2 separate regions of the Mus musculus genome follow, and region 2 is linked to region 1. A link is a contact called in public HiChIP or PLAC-seq data. All regions are on one chromosome and are shown on one strand. The core of a region is the stretch at or near the end of the contact, and the rest is flanking DNA. Distances in the headings are between cores, read along the strand shown. Region 1 overlaps Dennd5b (DENN/MADD domain containing 5B). Region 2 holds the start of Resf1 (retroelement silencing factor 1).

Region 1 (4,510 bases), core at 1,040-3,539:
AGGAGCTGTGAGCTTACACAAACTAGGGAATTATGTTTAAATATGTGAAGAGAGAAGACAAAATCCAGGGTCTCCTGAAGATAACTGGTTCACAAGCAGACTTCATGCAGGATTCGACCACAGAGGGAAGATCAGGAAGCAATCTACTTAGCAGTGGAGACACAAAGCTGACTTGGTTTAGTTCCTGGATAAAGTAAGACTATTTTAAGAATTTGTAGTCAAAGAACCTGAAATCATTTAAGTTTGGAGTCCAAATTATACTACCTTCACTCAAGAGAGCCTTTTAAAAAGTGAAAATGTTATCCTTTCAGGGGAAGTCTGCCTTGTGGTCACATTTGCTCCAGTTTCAGGATAGAGAAGAGAAACAAGAGCACCTCACAGACTCGCCAGGTAAGAAGGTGTTGGATAAGGTAGATTGCTTCAAGTCTCATCAATTAGAGCTCTACTTCCTCATTATAAGACAGAGAAAATAGTACCAATTCCAAATGATCATGTTGATATAAAAGGAAAAAAACAATTGTGAAGGTGTGTTTGAGTATGATATGGTAGATACTGATTTATTAAAGAAAAGTTCCGTGACCGCCGTTAATAACCTTAATGTCTCTTGTTACACTTCATTTGATTATTTTTTATGTGGGCATTTGTATGTGGAGGTCAGGTGACAACTTGGAGGAGTCGATTCTCTTCTTCCACCACATGAGACCTGGAAATTTAATTTGGTTGTTGGGTTTGGTGGCAGGTACCTTTATCCACTGCTCTATCTCAATAACCTTTCTTTTTTTATTTTGTCAGGATCAATTATGCTATTGTGTTGTTAAATTAAATTCCAGGAAAAAAATGTGTGTTTATCTCCAAGACTCTTTAAGAGTCATATTCTTTCACATAGCTTGTTTCCAACTGTGGCCACAGCTAGTTTACTGTGTTAATAAAGTATCAATACTAAATGGTCAGCCCTGAAAACATACACAAACAAGTAACATCATACAGACTGAGTAGGTTGTATTTATGTATTTAGAAATACATATACGGACTGAAGAGATGGTTCAGCAGTTAAAAGCAATGACTGCTCTTCCGAAGGTCATGAGTTCAAATCCCAGCAACCACATAGTGGCTCACAACCATCCTTAATGAGATCCAATGCCCTCTTCTGGTGTGTCTGAAGATAGCTACAGTGTACTTAGATATAATAATAAATAAAATCTTAAAATACACACACATCTAATGAAAAAAAAGAGTCCATGATTCTGAAAGAGCAAAATTGTGGGGAGTGGAAGGCACATGGGAGGGTTTAGAGTGAGGAAAGGGAAGGCTGACATGATGTATTTATATTATAATCTCATGGTGCTATACCCCATCAGAACCAGCACTTGGGAGGCAGAAGCATGTGGATCTATGTGAGTTCAAGGCCAGCCAGAGTTACACAAAAGGATTCTGTCTTGAAAAAAAAAAACAACTAAAGTATAAATTCTTACTGTTATTGTCCTAATACTTTGCTAATATTTTTCTACATAGTTGCCCTTGGACCAGAAAGAAGAAAATCTGACTCAGGAGTTATGTTACCAACACTCAGAGTCTCTCTTATTCAAGACATGAGGTATTTGTTACACATGGTAATAAATGTAGCTTTCACCTATATTGCTCAAGTAATAACTATACCTTTTGATTATATATTCTGAAGAAAGTATCATCATAATATAATATTTTTATTTATTTATTTTATATTTATCTTATGAGTATTAGTGTTGACCTGTGGAAGGACACATACATAAACCATGTTGCGGGAAATATTAAAAATGAACCCGCCAACTCTCCTGCTCCTGCTTCTCTCAACCCGCCAACTCTCCGGGAGCAGCTCTCTCCAGCCAGCCCCCATAGCGTCTCTCCAGCCAGCCCCCATAGCGTCTCTCCAGCCAGCCCCCATAGCGTCTGGCTCGCTTGTCCCTGGAGCTACTAGTTCTCTCTACTTTTGGTGGTACCACATTCCAGTAACCAAGTAAAGCAAAATTCTTGAGCCTTATAATTAACCAATCAGATTTATGTATCAATAAATTCTCAGTTTACAAGATGCCAATACAATAATTTCAGAACCAATTGATAACGATAAAAGCTTTATCCCAAATATTCTAATATTCATAACTACCTATGGCTGGTTAAAGGCACGCTGGTTCACATCTGCCTCCATTTTTCCTTCCTTCTCTCTCTTTCTCTCACCCCCACCCCATGCTCTCTTTCCCTGCAACTCTTAGCTCCGCCTCCCTTTTCCCTGTCCAATCACAGGCCTCCTGCTGCCCTAATGTAATTGGACAAGGAAAATCCTGCAACAAAACCATATGCACGCCTGGTGACCCCTAGAGTTCAGACGACGCAGAAGCTGGATCTCCTAGAACCAGAACTAGAGATGGTTGTTAGCTGACTTAGTAGTTAGCTCTTGTTAGTAGGCACTGAGAACCAACTGAGTCTTCTGCAAAAGCAGCAAACACCCTTAGCCAGGGAGCCACCTCTCCAGCCCCAGTCTCTCCAGCCCCAGTCTTACTGTTTTACTGTTGTGCTGTTTTGTTTTGTTCTTTCTGACATTAAATAAAAAGGGAAGGTGGAGCAGAAGAGTTTTCTAAACTACAATGTCTCCTGTTTGGATTTTTGAAAAGTCTCTAAAATGCCTGTTATCTATACATATATAGACCAAAAAACCCTGTAAATAGCAACAGATACTTAGCAGAAAATTGGTCTCAGAAAGATACAGATTTTTGTATGTATGTATGATTGTTTGTTTGTTTGTTTGTTTTTCAAGAAAGGGCTTCTCTGTGTAGCCCTGTCTGTCCTGGAACTCACTCTGTAAACCAAGTTAGCCTCAGAGCTCAAAAGATTGTCCTGTTTCTGCCTCAAGCCACCACTGCCTGGCAAATTGTAGCTTAAAAAAATACAAGTATTAAAATTTAGCATTTTCTACCAGCAGTGGAGGGCCATGCCTTTAGTTCCAGCACTTAGAAGGCAGGGGCAGGTAGATCTCTCAAGTTTAAGGCCAGCCTAGTCTACAGAGCAAATTCCAGAACACAGAGAAGCCCTGCCTTGAAAAATATGTGATTTAGAAAATAATTGTAACACTTCTGACTTTTTGTACCTTTTATGGTGACACATGTCTTTAATCCCAACTCTTGGAGGCAGAAGCAAGCAGATCTCTGAGTTTATTATGACCAGCCTAGTCTACATAATGATGTTCAAAAGAGCCAGAGCTAAACATGTCTCAAAACAAACAAAAAGTCACTGAGTTCTCTTAAAGTTATACTTTGTTGGTATAATTTGTATGTGTGCACGTGTGTGTGCATGTGTGTTCATGTGTATACTCATGTTCGTGTATGCATGTTTGTGTATGTCCATGTGTATTCTTGTTTCTGGGTCATGTGGGACTATGGAGCAAGTTAAGCAAATCCTTGCTAATTTCAGTAATTAACAGATTTTTTTTTTTTTTTTTTGTAAAACATGAGTCTATCTCAGATGGCATGATTGCTCTCCTAGACTACTGTAAAGATAGTGTAGTTCTCTACATATGACTTTCTTTAAGGACAGTTTAAAAATGGGAAAATGTTAAAATTGTATAATTATTTTGGGTCTTTCACCCATCAATGTAACTGGATGCTGCTTGTCATCCATGCAACAGAAAGACATAAGACACATGGGACTCGTGTCATCTTGAGTTTTTATTTTAACTATGATTTATTTGAAGTGGATGCATTGTTTTAAGAAAAAGTATTTCATATAAGTTGTATAAAAACAAGATTATTTAAATGCAAAAACAATGTCTTGCTTGTTGGCTGTGATTTTTTTAGGCATATTCAGAACATGACTGAGATCAAGACTGACGTTGGACGGGCGCGGGCGTGGATAAGGTTGTCCCTGGAAAAGAAGCTCTTGTCGCAGCACCTCAAGCAGCTGCTCTCTAACCAGCCACTGACCAAGTAAGACCCTGCCTTTCAAGACATGCGTTTCTGTGACTTGTGCATACAAAGGAAATTGAGTAAGCTGACAAACTCTCATTTTCAGTATGAATTCTGACTTATGAACACTTGCATTGCTGTTGTAATACAGGTATATGCTTCAGAAAATACCTTTATAGAATATTTGATCATTTCTGGGAGGGCACACCAGACTTAACAGCCAAAGACCCGATTACTATGCCGTAATCAGAAGAATAAATGCTATCTAGAAGGTTGAACTTACATTAACTTCACGGTATAAAACTTATAGTAAGAAATGGAATAGAAAAAGAGAGTCTAATAGATACTTTTAATCTTTTAGATTCAGGAAACTAGTCACTTACAAGTCAGATAACTGTTAACCAGCTTTATAGTTTCTGTCCTTATCAAAAATAAAAAATCCAGCCAGTCATTGGTGGCACAAGCACCTTTAATCCCAACACTCAGAAGGCAAAAGCAGTTGGATCTCTATAAATTCAAGGCCAGCCTGGTCTACAGAACAAGTAATGTAACATCCAGGGCTGTATACAGAGAAACCC
Region 2 (4,071 bases), core at 966-3,465, 290 kb before region 1:
CTGCTTCCCCCTTGTAACTTACCACAGTTCCATAATGTAGGTACTACTGTTATCCCATTTACAGATGAGAAGCTAAGCAGGAAAGTAAAATTCTTCTGAGATTTTACAGTAAGTGGTAGACCCAAGTTGGAGGGGTCAAGCAAGACCTGAATCCAAGTAACATAACTGTATGTAAGGAACAAGATAAGGAAACAATACAATGGATGAATGTAACCATGGAAACCAAACCTAGAGTGAGTTGCGGTGGCCAGACAGGAGTATTTAAGCTACACTTAACCAATAATAATTAAAGCATTCACACATTACTCCATTGGAAGTTCACCTTACTTCAACTTTATCATACTCATGCACACACTCTAGGCTTGGTTTCCATGGCTACATTCATCCATGGTATCATTTCTTTATCTTGTTCCTTACACTGTAGGAACCATAGCCCTCGTAGGCAGAAAAGGCTTTCTAACAGGTTTTATGGTCATGGACTGGAACCCTAGAGATCACTAAGTATAAGTGCTTAAAGACATGACTCAATAGTTGTGGCCCTAAAAGTGGTCCCAGCACTAACATGTGGCTATAACTGCCTGTAACTCCAGTTCTAGAGGATCCAGGCCTTCTTCTGAGCTCTACACACCAAGCACACAAAACTACACTTACATGTGGGCAAAACACTTACGCACATAAATTAAAACAAGTTAAAAATAAATAAGAAACAGTCCCTGGTACTACATTCCCACCAAAAATAAGAGCTAGCCTCTGCCTAGGTAACTTTAATTCACCAGCTACCATAATCTTTTCCAGGGTAGCAATCTGGCTGAGTTCTATCTCGAACACTGCCAAAATTCAAAACAAAACAAAAAATGCAAAAATCATCTCTCCTCTATCTCATGAAGGCAAAAAATAAAATTGTTAAGTACCATACCAACAACATTATTTCTTAAGCTTTGCCATCAAATCTACTGTGTCCCATTGGATCTGTGACAGTTTTGTTTGGTGATAGTTTTTTGAGTCTTTCACTATGCAGTCCTAGCTAAACTGAAATTTGGTATGTAGATTAGGCTAGCCTTTAACTCAAAGATCTGTCTGACTTGGTCTCCCAAATGCAAAAATTGAAGGCAAGCACATGCTAGGCAAGTTCTGTAGGTTTAACTAGTGTTGATTCAATGATACTCTTTATTCTAAAATAAGTTAGTCCACGGTACAATGCAAATAGTCATCCAGTAGAACCAGGATAGGCTTTATAAAAGGCAAACTTACCTGTAAATACAATTTTACCTTTTAATCTCTTCCACAAGGTATTCACGCCTCTAATTCTATGAAAATCAAGAAACAAGAAAGCAAGAGTTAAGGTCTAGTACATTTCCCTTACAGTGTCATTGAGACCATACTAAGTTTACTGAATTTATTTCAATTGTGCTAAAAACAAAACTACTGAATTAGGCTACTCTCAAAATATTCCCTGCCACTAGAATTCAAGCGGGCTTCTCCAAGTCCACTACTGCCCTTTAATACCAAAGCAAAAATACTTCTTTAGTAATTTTAGTGGACTGATAAAAGAGAACCTGATGGGGGCTGAGTGGAGCAATAACTAAGACCTTAGTATATCTGAATGGTAACAAGAAACAAACTTAAGATTCCCCTTAACTGTAACACACCCAGCAGACAATTTAAATCCCCACGCAAGTTCTGTAGTTGGCCTACTGAAATGCAAGCCAGCTCACCCACTTTACCTGTTTTTCCATTTTTCTAGGAAGGCACTCTTAAGTACCACAAATGCAAACAGATTCCAAGATGCTGCGGGCCGCGGCGCTCACACAGGCCTGGGCGCTCGAAGGCGGAGCGCAAGGCAATTCCGCTGGGTCGCAGGGGGGCCAAGGAGCGGAAGACCGAGACAGAAAGAAACCGAAAAACAAAACAAAGCTCTGCTTCTCCTTCCGAAACCGGAAGGGACGCTTAGCTGCAACAAGCCCGCCTGCTTCTCGGGCCAACAACCTCAGACCGCGCCCGCCCGGCGCGCAGCGACCCCGCGGTACAGCGAGGACCCGGGCGGCGCCCCTCCGCCGGGACAGAGGTGGCGAAAACCCAGCCCCGAGCCCAGGGGGCCGAACAAAAGCCCGATCCGAAGCAGACCTGCCGCCCGGCGGGTGCTTACACGCCAATAGCAAGGGACGAGGCCTCTGCCAAGCGCAGAGCGCGCAGAGGTTTGGTGGCAGCCTTCGTTGGGGCGGGTCCAGCTGGGTCCCCACTCCGCCCCCGAGCGCTTGCACCAGGGCCGCGGTCCTAGTGCCGGGCAGGTGTGCCTTCTACAGTCTGAGGGGAGAAAAAAGCTCAGCCTTGCACCTAGAATTTATATGAGAATCACCTGAGGGTGTAAGACCCCCAGGCCTTACAATCATATTATGATGGGTCAGCAAATCAGCAGAATATTTTTAAACTCATTGGTCAGCTACCAATGTCGCGGGGGAATTCTGGCAGCAAGGTCAGAGCAATTTGTGGTTTTTCTTGGAATTTAGTGCGAGGCGGGACAGGAGAACTGTTATTATTTGTTATAGTTATTTCTCCGAGAACTGCTAATCTTGTTTTCGCAGCTTTAGACTTGGTCTGGTCATTTTGACTGCTAAAACTATATTTCTACAAGGGCTTCTGGAGTGAAACGTCAAGGGCCAGTGGAAATATATTGTTGGGGTTCAGGAATCGCCACACAAACTGAAAAGAGTGAATTGGCCTGATGGAATTGGGCTCCTGAGTGCAGGAATTTGTTCAATAAATGCTGTTTGCTGTTGCATAGTATTTGAGTCTGGGATATCATTCTTCAGAGATTCATGTTCATATACTAACAAAAGTATATGAACAGTGATCCAGTTAAGCAACTTACTGAACACTTACCCTATTAATAAACCTTCAGGACTGCAAAAAGAACTCAGAAACATAATTATATTCCTAGTCTGCTCTCAGGGTAGGCTTTTTATAGGGAAAATAACAAAACATTTAATGGGCAAGAAGGGAAGCAGTAGGCTTACTAGGCAAAGTATTATCAGCTAACTTTTAAGCTGATTGGTCCTAGGTAAGGAATGGAGGTGTAAGACCTCCGAGGCTTTACCCTGGGTGCGCAAGCCCAAAAACACAACTTGACAACAGATCGCTGCAATGGCAAGAGGTTTATTGTTCTGACACGTCGCAGGGAGGGTCAACCCCAGAGCTCAGAAAGCATAGTTCCTTTATACATTTTGTGGAGGGTTGGACAGCCATATTATGATGGGTCAGCAAAGCAGCAGTATATTTTAAAACTCATTGGTCAGCTACTAATGTTTCAGGGAATTCTGGCAAGAAGGTCAGTTTGTGTTTTTTCTCGGAATTTAGTGCGAGGTGGGGCAGGAGACTTTTTCCGAGAACTGTTATTTTTCTGAGAACTGCTAATCTTGTTTTGGCAGCTGTAGACTTGGTCGGTTCATTTTGACCCCTAAAACTATGATTTCTACAGAGGGTGGTACATGGGTGGTGAACATGAAGGACCCTAAGGGCTTTTGCCAGTCTTACACTCCCTCTCCCCACTTCTGCTTCTCCCTCCCACCTGAGGTCAAGACCAAGTCAAATTCCATTCTCCACCCACAGGAACTTTCTTGAGTAAACAATTCTCAGAAAAACCACAGAATGTACTGACTGATAGTCACCTGACCCTCTGGAAAGTCCCAGATAGAGTTCAAATGCACGTCATGATCTACCCATGCTTTCTAGCCAATAGATTTAAAGGTCAATATGGTTAGCCAATAAGTTTGAACTGTAACCTTTCTGATGTAACCTGTGCCCTTAAAAAGTATAAAAACTGCAGTAGCTGTTCAGAGTCACCTTCTAGTCACTCTCCTTGAGAGACTAATTGAAGGTCGATCCCATCGCACCAGAAAATAAACCTCTTGCTTTTTGCATCTATCTGTCTCAGTGTTGGAGTTGTCTTGAAGTAAGTATCACTGACCGAGGGTGGGGGTCTTACAAACGGGTGAAATTTGAGATAACATGAGTATTATAATCATAACTTTTTGGATTATTAGTAGCATTCTTCAATGTCAGCCACAAAAACCA

The links. HiChIP or PLAC-seq counts read pairs in DNA pulled down with a chosen protein or histone mark.
Region 2: an RNA polymerase II HiChIP or PLAC-seq map of embryonic stem cells shows a contact between it and region 1, with 10 read pairs. The contact joins the promoter of Resf1 here to the enhancer-like site in region 1. A contact is called at or near these places in 2 of 39 promoter capture datasets (the 3T3-L1 cell line and embryonic stem cells), 2 of 115 datasets of contacts at active chromatin or transcription factors (both in embryonic stem cells) and 2 of 9 other capture datasets (liver and pancreatic islet).

Annotation. Positions count from the first base shown.
Region 1 is chr6:149,016,425-149,020,934 of GRCm38.p6, reverse strand. Dennd5b (DENN/MADD domain containing 5B) reads left to right here. Exons shown (of 21, transcript NM_177192.3): 11 at 312-390; 12 at 1,513-1,594; 13 at 3,825-3,953. Among named protein-coding and RNA genes, the nearest start is that of Gm25539, 51 kb to the right of the region's middle. Within about 2 kb of position 2,289, at least 7 of the 459 cell types and tissues checked have an H3K27ac peak or open chromatin away from gene starts, as enhancers often do. A contact at or near this core is called in embryonic stem cells, where this site is marked.
Region 2 is chr6:149,307,558-149,311,628 of GRCm38.p6, reverse strand. Resf1 (retroelement silencing factor 1) reads right to left here and starts at 2,215. Exons shown (of 5, transcript NM_026054.3): 1 at 1,725-2,215; 2 at 1,252-1,307.